2 separate regions of the Zea mays genome follow, and region 2 is linked to region 1. The links are chromatin contacts, called in public Hi-C maps. All regions are on one chromosome and are shown on one strand. The core of a region is the stretch at or near the end of the contact, and the rest is flanking DNA. Distances in the headings are between cores, read along the strand shown. Region 1 holds the start of LOC100382953 (palmitoyltransferase ZDHHC20). Region 2 holds the start of LOC103646666 (transketolase, chloroplastic-like).

Region 1 (4,643 bases), core at 1,598-4,097:
AGGCTGGGCTCGGGCGAGACGAGATCGTGTCCCTTGAGTGGACGGAGCCTTGACCGGAATTGCGCCCATTAGGCCTTTGCAGCTTTGTGCCGATGGGGGTTACCAGCTGAGATTAGGAGTCTTGGGGGTACCCCTAATTATGGTCCCCGACAACCGTTCACCCTTTTTTTTTGAAAATAAGTTTCTTTTGAAAAACTCACACCTTTTCTCAAATAATTTGTAATAAAAATGTCAAGGAGTATAAAGAAGAATTGCGACAAAGTTCTAAGGCTAGGTGGCCATATTAACATGTCTTTTAGTACCAAAATCATATAATGCATAAAATAACAAGCTGAGGGATGTGTTTGAAAACATAGTTAATTTATGCATCAAAGAGATCCAGTGAGCTTGCCGTTGCTTTAACCTGTGAAAGGATGAGAGCTCGCGAAACTGGCTTATATTCCAACCTAGGGAAATAATAACCTGGCTTATATTCCAAACATTTAGCACAAGTACAAGACACAAGACCAAAAGAGCCCAAGCAAAGAAAGTTGAAGAAATAGAAGATGGTTGAATCTAGGTGCACCAGACCCAGTGAGTGTACAACAAACCGATGTACCAGACCAGCTTGCCAGGAAGCTGCTCTCGGGGTTTCAACGAGTTGGGGCACCAGATCGGTCCCAACTGTAGGTAACGACTAGCTGATGTGGCGTGCATCAGACCACGCGGGTGGCACACCTAACCGGCACTGTAGATGTCAGCAGCCAATGGCTTGCTGACGTGAAGGCACCAGACCGGTCTGGTGCGGCATAGACTAGCATAATTCCTTTAATGGCTACTTTTGAGTGAGGTCTCTATATATACCCCTTTGGCTAGCCATTGATTGTGTGGGATCTCAAGCAACATACCAACACATGTGATACACATCTCCAAGGCTTCAAACACCCAATTGTCTAATAGAATCACTCGGTGATTAGCATAGCTGCTTTGCGAAGTGCTTAGGTTAGTTAGACCGCTTATGTGCTTGCTCTATGCTATTCCTAGTTAGTTGAGTAAGTTTAAAACCCATCAAACCTCTCGGCTCTTGCGTGAGCCGTTGTAATATTGTACTGAGTGAGGCGAGAGTCTTGCGAGACCGCATCAACCACATTTGTAGTGCGGCCGCTATCATGTACCGGAGGGATCGAGGCCCACGACGATTCAACTAAAGGCTCAATAGTGGAGACGTCGGGGAGCATCCGAGAGGAGTCGGAAGCGGAGCACTCCTTGCGCGTGGAGAAGGTCCACGACTCTGTACGGAGTTACTTGACTGTGGTGCTTGGCACTCGCGTGGACTACCCTTTACGTAGGGGCACCAATGAGGATTAGTCAGAACCTTGCGCGGTTCTGGATACCACGGTAAAAATACTGACATGACACATGAGTTTACATTCTCTACATTTGCTCTTTAGTTTCCGCATTTACATTAAGTACTTAAGTTTCAAACTCTATATTCCTAGTTTAGGATATTTAGGATTGAATCTTAGATTGCATAACTCTTTTGCGGTAGAGATATCAACACTTAGACAAAATCTAGTTTGCATATTCTTGTTTAGTTATTTGCATAGATTTGTTTAGGAGATTTATTTGTGGCCTAGATTAAATAGATTTCTTGAAGCCCTAATTCATCCATCCCTCTTAGACGTCTGCGTTTCTTTCAGAAGCTGCTAAAAAGAATATAGGAAAGGTTTCTATTTGATATTTGACTTTTGCTTCGTTGTTTTTCTAGTTCTATTGCTTACACGTATTGTTTGTCCAGGTGAATAAGGCCGCTAAGGAAGCCGAAGCAAGTAAGGAAGCGCAGAGGTTAAAAAACTCGATGGTATTTTGCTTATTTGTTTACTAAAACTCTTGTTCTGATCATGCATGCTTTCTTAATAATTTTTTTGTTATAGGTGCCCTTCTACCGGAGTTCAAATAATATATTTCCGAAAATGATTCAGAGCTGAAGGAGTCGTTGGCCCTCATTGATATCATGAATAAGGCAATAGACCAAGATGTATTGAAAATTTATAATGACGTTACAAATGAAGTTTTGAAAGAGAATTAATACACTCTTCTGTAAGAAAACTTTGTAAATGCATTTGTGTAATAAAAAACTTTATGTGTTTGTTGTACTATACTTTGTGACACGTGAAACCAAAATGAGTGCTTTTGGGGTGAAGGCAAAAAACATCATCTTCTTTTCACGCGTAACAAAGGCATAAATTCATTATATTCTTGGCAGTAAAATGAAGGCTAAGTGCTTTGATGCAATGGAAAACACCATTTCGGCTTTCATTTACAACACATGCACTAAAAACGAAAAATTCGATTTATCATTCTAAAGTTTAGCGACCGTAGATTCTACTTATGGGGTGTTTGGTTTTAGAGACTAATTTTTAGTCCCTCCAATTTATTCCACTTTAGTCACTAAATTGTCAAATATGGAAACTAAAATAAAGTCATAGTTTCTATATTTTGCAATTTATAGACTAAAGTGGAATAAAATGGAGAGACTAAAAATTAGTCCCTAGTAACCAAACACTACCTTATATTAACCGCGTCACTGGGTTTTTGTTACGTATGCTTCATCGTTGTACACAGAAATAGACTTGGGATTTGACATAATTTTTAGCAATTTTCAGCGAACTTCGTAAGGATTCAGTTATTAATTCGCTTTGAAAATAGGACCAAGCGACATGGAAAACGTAGAACGCGTCACCGAAGCAAATCTAGAAGCAAGGAACAAGGACGCGGCGAGGTCCACCTCCAGCTCTACCTGCCCGGCTGGCGGCTGCCCCCGTCTTCGTCTTCCTTAATCTCAAATTCCCAATCCTCCTCCGACGCCTTGTTTCTGGATCATCCAGCGGGGGGACGCCGGTGTATTGCTCGGTCCTCCTCCCTGGTTGCCCGAGGCAGCCGTGACGGAGGCGGAGGTAGCGGGGGGGACCATGTACAGATCGGCGGGGGTCGCGATGGCGTGGAACGTGTTCCGGTTCTGCACGGCTCTCCGTGGGCTGGGTTCCATCATGATCCTACTCGTCCTCGCCATCGTCGGCGTTACCTACTACGCTGTCGTCCTCTGCAACTACGGCCCCGCCCTCCTCACCGGCGGCGGCACCACTCTCGCCGCGCTCGCTGTCCTGCTCCTCTTCCACTTTCTGGTGCGTAGCCTCACGTAGCTAGGGAGTGGGGTGGGGAGATTCGGATGGGTCGTCCTTCCGGAGAAATATCTGCTCTTTTGGTGGTGAAGATGCTAACATCAGCGGGATCGGGTATCATTGGGTGCCGATCTTAGTTCTTGGGAGCAATTTTGTTATATCGTATGGATTTTGAACATCACTGGATGCGACTGTCTTGATTCGGCTACAATTATTGTTTTACTAATATTTTTTTCTGACAACATGGTAGGTTTGTTTAATAGAGGATACGTCAAATGTTAAAATGGAGCCAACTATGCTGAAAGAAGTTTAATAAGAAAAATAAACTTTCCTAGATGATCTAATCCAATACATTTGAGCGCTACTGATTATAGAACCATAAGGTTGGCTGAACTTCTGGTGCTTTGCCTACCAACATAGTTAACTGTAAACACTAGTAAAATTATGTTACACCGTTCTCTCTCAGTTTTGTTTAGTGTGCTAATAGGATAATTTACTCTCTGTTTTGCAGCTTGCTATGCTTTTATGGAGTTATTTTTCTGTGGTGCTCACTGACCCTGGTTCTGTTCCACCAAATTGGAATCTTGATTTTGATGCGGAGAGGGGAGAAACTGCTCCTCTCACTAGCTCAGAGTTCAGTAGCCAGATGAATTCACAGCAATCTGTGGCTCTTGGCAATACGGCAAATCCAAGGGCTAGGTACTGTAGGAAATGCAACCAGTTGAAGCCACCTCGGTGCCACCATTGCTCTGTTTGTAAGTATATGGATCAGCTTTATGTTTTGCCAGCTGTCATGAATCGACTAATATCATTTTTGTGTGCTTTGCCTCTACATGATTTCAGGTGGAAGATGTGTTCTTAAGATGGATCATCATTGTGTGTGGGTGGTTAATTGTGTTGGGGCACTGAACTACAAATACTTTCTTCTGTTCCTGGTATAATACTACTATACCTGATATATGCTCCTTTTTGAGTAGGAAGATAGATTGACCTTTGGGTTTCAAAGTTTGTGGTTGATGCATTAATGAGGTGTTTGGTTTGATGAATCACTCTATCCAAAATGAAGTGGTGAATCATGAGTCCATTACTCAAATTTGGTGGGATGACTCCATTCCACATATTAGTACTAAACAACTAACTATGAGGAATGAGGTGGTGATGCATTAACTCACTCCATTCCACAAACCAAACAAAAAAGTGAGGAGTGAGAAGATGATAGACTACATTATTCCTCAAACCAAACACTCCATAAGTTTTTATAAAAAAACTTGTCCAGTGGTGGAAGATGGCCCCATGGTATTGCACAAGGCCAATCTTAGGCTGTCTCCAACAACTCCCCTATCCTATTCCCTATCTTATCCGCTATTTGAAACTTCACTCTGTAAATAGTGTTAAACATTGCCATCTATAGTGCCACATCCTCTATTTTACACGGTCTGCCGATGACAATCTTAGTGGGGGTTTCATCCTCATTTATTAATG
Region 2 (4,643 bases), core at 755-3,254, 310 kb after region 1:
GCAGTCGGAGCGGGGCGAGCGACACTGTTTTCCTGTCAGGTCGGTCAATGAAAGGGCGAAGTGACTGCGGTCACTTCGACCTCGCCGACTGAAGCACGCGTGTCAGGATAAGGTGTCAGGCGATCCTCGCATTGAATGCGCCTGCGATACGGTCGGTTGGTGAGGTGATTTGGCCAAGGTTGCTTCTCGACGAAGCCTTGACCTGAGTTGGGCCTCAGGCGTGCCGAGGGTGCGCCCACTGCCTGAGGGGGCCCTCGGGCGAGGCGTGAATTCGTCTGGGACTACTGTTCCCGCCCGAGGCCGGGTTCGGACGAGACGAGATCGCGTTCCTTTGTAGACGAAGCCTTGACCTGAACCGCACACATCAGGCTTTGCGATTTGTGCTGACGGTGGTTACCAGCCATGTTTAGGAGTGTTGGGGGTACCCCTAGTTACGGTACCCGACAATTATGCTTGCTTATTCTATTCTCACATGTTGTAGTTTACTATTTAGGGGTTTTCAGTATTTTGGAATTGTTTCCACGGATGATTTTTTCTCATAAGAATTGTGTGAATCCAAACCTTCCATTCCAATACCTCACGGCAGGTCTCTCTGCATCGAAGCCGGATGATCCGCGTCTTATGGTCGGACAGTTCGCGCATGTGCAGGCGGCGGCCTTCACCAACAGTAACTGGATCTCGCTCTTGGGAGGTATCCTGTCGGAGAGGAGAGATCCTAGATTTTGTCTTAGTATTGGCATGCCACCCAAGACGTCTTTAGACGACTTAGAACTGAAGAGAGGTGAAAATTGAGAAGAAGAAAACTATGTTACTATGTACTCATATGGCAAAAGGTAAATAACATATATTACCTATAATTCGATTGTTGGTGTTTTAATCGGCCGTATCCTTTCAAATATATAAGTGGGAGGTGTCTAGACTCGTTTCTAGATGTTCTTTAACAGCTCTACTGAGATTATAAAGATAAACATGTGAAGAAATATGAGTTTAATCGTCTCATTTAATACTATCATGTATAGATGTCCAAACAGTGCGGGCCGCCCGTTTGGCCCGTGACACGGCACGAATTTAGCCCGGTCCAAACACGGCCCGGCACGGTCGGTTACGGGCCCGGGCCGGCACGGCCCGTTTAGCGGGCCGGGTATGGGCACATACGGCGGCCCGCGTGCTTTGGCCCGGCCCGGCACGATAAATGGGTCGGCACGACGGCGGCCCGCATATTTATGTAAATACTAAATATATAAATACATTTAATTCTCTCATAATATGTAAATACTAAATACGCGGCCAAACATATATAAAATGCATACATAAATATTTTGTTGTCTTAATATATATAAATAATATGTTATTATATATGATTAATTATGTTAAATATATGTATTTATATACCGTTCTACTGTTGGTTCGGGCTAGTGCCCGGCCCGGTCCGTTGAGGCCCACCGGGCCAACGGGCCGGCCCGGCACGATTTTTCCCTGTGCGTGCCGGGTTTGGGCATGTCTCTAGGCACGTGGGCCAGCCCGACCCGGCCCGAAGCATCAACGGGCCGTGCCTGGCTCGGCCCTATTCGTACCGGGCCGAAACGGGTTCGGACCGGGTCCGTGCCGGGTGGCCCGTTTGGACATCTATACTATCATGTATCCTCACACTCACATATATGACCGGACTATCCGGCCAGACCGTCCAGGCTTCAATACTTCCGGCCATGCATAGTGCGTAAATGGTGCTCAATACATATGTTGTTTGTTCTCGCTATGCACTAACATGTTATTGATAATTTGTGTGCGGTCGCGCATGCGCATTTTACGATTAGAAAATCCATTCTCCGTACCGTTCGTCAATCTATCTATTCTAACAATCCAAACGCCACCAGTAATTGCCCCGGAGCAAACACGTCAAGCGAGACGTGGCATAATTCAGTTGCTTCCATGCCGGGCCCACTACATTTGGTGAGCAGCCTACACTTTCCGGGACTAGGTGTCACGCCGCTACGCCACCTCCGCACTGCCGCATTGACTGGCCCCTCTTCGTTAACGATTAACGTGATCGCGACGCGCGTCCGAGAAGCATCCGCCTTCCGTCCGCAGACCGCAACCATGGTGACACCAGCCTCCACCGCCCCTGCGTCCACCGCTTCCGCCGCCGCGGCGACCGGCTCCGGCCGCGGCGTACTCCGCCTCCTCCGCTATCCCGCCCGCTGCCTCCTTCCTTTGGCTGCGGCGCCCAGGACAGGCACGCGGCTGACCACCGTGCTCCGCGCAAGAACCCAGCCGGCGGAGCCCGAGCTGGTGGAGCAGTAGGTGAACACTATCCGGTTCCTGGCCGTCGACGCCGTGGAGAAGGCGCATTCTGGCCATCCAGGCCTCCCCATGGGCTGCGCGCCGCTGGGACACGTTCTATTCGACGAGTTCCTCCGGTTCAACCCGAAGAACCCCGCCTGGTTCGACCGCGACCGCTTCGTGCTCTCCGCCGGCCACGGGTGCATGATCCAGTACGCTCTCCTCCACCTCGCTGGGTACAATGGCGTCAAGGTGAGCTATTGAGTATTGACAGAACCCACTCCATGTTTCTACCCTATCCACGCACACAGAGACGCACACACCTCTCTGTCTGATTTTGGGTTTTGCTGCTAAACACCGGCGTTGAAGAATTTCGGGCTGCAAAACTTGAATATGTACTATTTTAGTCCTGAAACTGCCAAGTGATACTGATCACCTCAATCAATTGGACGACGCAAGTCGCAACTCTCTCATCGTTGTCAGATTTTATTTTAGGATTTTTTAGCAAAGGTTTGAGACTTTAAAGAGAGTTTTGTGAACCGAAATCCGTAGATGGTAGAGATCTGTATTACGAATTTAGTGCTTGCAAATTGAAATAAATTGTTCTGGAAAGCAGAAAAGGCTGATAAGCTGAAAGCTTTTCAGAGTGAATACCGATCCACCAACATGGTATTGTGTACTTTGTTTCTTATCCTATTATTCTCTTCTTTCCAATCATTTATGCTCATTTCTATGTGACTATTCCTCCTTTTGTCGGGTGATCTTTCTCTGCTTATAATTTTGATAACCATGTTTACTGGCGCAGATGGACGATCTGAAAACTTTCCGACAATGGAGAAGCAGAACTCCTGGTCACCCAGAAAATTTTGAAACACCTGGCGTTGAAGTCACCACAGGTTGCCAGCTGAAACATTTTAAATTTTGCTTTGCCTTCTTCTGATACTTAAATTGATATCTAAACTTTTCTGATGCCATGTAGGTCCTCTTGGGCAGGGTTTTGCAAATGCTGTTGGACTAGCACTTGCTGAGAAACATCTAGCTTCACGTTTCAACAAGACTGACATGAAAGTCGTGGACCATTACACGTAAATTACTAGCCACTTGCATTATAATTGGAATTACTTTCGTGATGCACAATTTGTGATGTTGGTAATATGGTGTTGCTACTCGGTGCTCTTACCTAGGTATGTTATACTTGGGGATGGTTGCCAAATGGAAGGTGTTTCGAATGAAGCGGCCTCTCTTGCTGGTCACTGGGGCCTTGGAAAATTGATAGCTTTTTATGATGACAACCACATATCAATTGATGGTAATACAGATATTGCATTCACTGAAGATGTGCTTGCACGATATGAGGCACTAGGGTGGCATACAATCTGGGTGAAGAATGGCAACACTGGGTATGATGACATACGTACTGCAATAAACGAAGCCAAGGGAGTTAAAGACAAGCCAACTCTTATCAAGGTAACTGGCAGTCTGGTATTAATGTTGTTTTATTTATTCATTTACTTGTCATTTTGGTGCTACTTCATGAGATAAATGGCACATTATAGGTGACTACCACTATTGGTTTTGGATCTCCGAACAAGGCCAACACATATAGTGTTCATGGTAACGCTTTAGGTTCAAAAGAGGTAGAGGCAACTAGAAGCAACCTTGGCTGGTTTCATGAGCCTTTCCATGTTCCAGATGAGGTGAAGAGGTATGTTTCATTCAGCAATGATGTCATTGCTAAACCCATGCTGCGCTGTAAGAGAAAACTACTATAATTAGGTAATTGAGTTCACTTTCGGGCATGTTTGGATGCCCATGTATCCTCCATCCAATCCATGGGTTTTGGAGTGATTTAGTGTGAAATTTAGTTTATCACTTCAACACACATGGATTAAGGGGGATACATGTAAGAACCATCTGCACCCATGCTTTGTTTCTTCCCAAATGAAATTGTGAAGATCTTGTATGCATATGTTTGGAATGTTTTTTTTTCTGTACAAGTTCTTAAATGTTTGGTCTGGTTGGAGTAAAATATTTAATGGTTCTTGTTACACGTATGATGTGATTTGTTAAAAATATTTATGCTCAGAGTAAAGAGTAAATTAATGTATTTAAACTCAATACGTTCTGCACACAAGTGTAATTACATAACTTATCAATCGCAGGCACTGGAGTCGCCATATCGATGAGGGTGCTTCACTTGAAGCTGAATGGAATGCCAGGTTTGTAGAATATGAAAAGAAATACAACCAGGAGGCTGCTGAGTTAAAGAGCATAATTTCAGGGGAACTGGCTTCTGGGTGGGAAAATGCTCTTCGAGTTAGTGCTCTTCTGAACGTCTAGTGTCATGTGCAATCAGTATTCTG

The links. Hi-C and Micro-C count contacts between places; a contact is called where the count stands out from the background.
Region 2: a contact with region 1 is called in a Hi-C map of leaf, with 4 times the contacts expected there. The contact joins the promoter of LOC103646666 here to the promoter of LOC100382953 in region 1. A contact is called at or near these places in 3 of 25 Hi-C or Micro-C datasets (ear and leaf).

The regions. Positions count from the first base shown.
Region 1 is chr2:88,915,654-88,920,296 of Zm-B73-REFERENCE-NAM-5.0, forward strand. LOC100382953 (palmitoyltransferase ZDHHC20) reads left to right here and starts at 2,848. Exons shown (of 7, transcript NM_001175638.1): 1 at 2,848-3,164; 2 at 3,673-3,916; 3 at 4,005-4,096. The coding sequence starts at 2,952.
Region 2 is chr2:89,231,200-89,235,842 of Zm-B73-REFERENCE-NAM-5.0, forward strand. LOC103646666 (transketolase, chloroplastic-like) reads left to right here and starts at 2,005. Exons shown (of 7, transcript XM_008671369.4): 1 at 2,005-2,532; 2 at 3,086-3,176; 3 at 3,260-3,365; 4 at 3,465-3,747; 5 at 3,837-3,985; 6 at 4,443-4,596. The coding sequence starts at 2,371.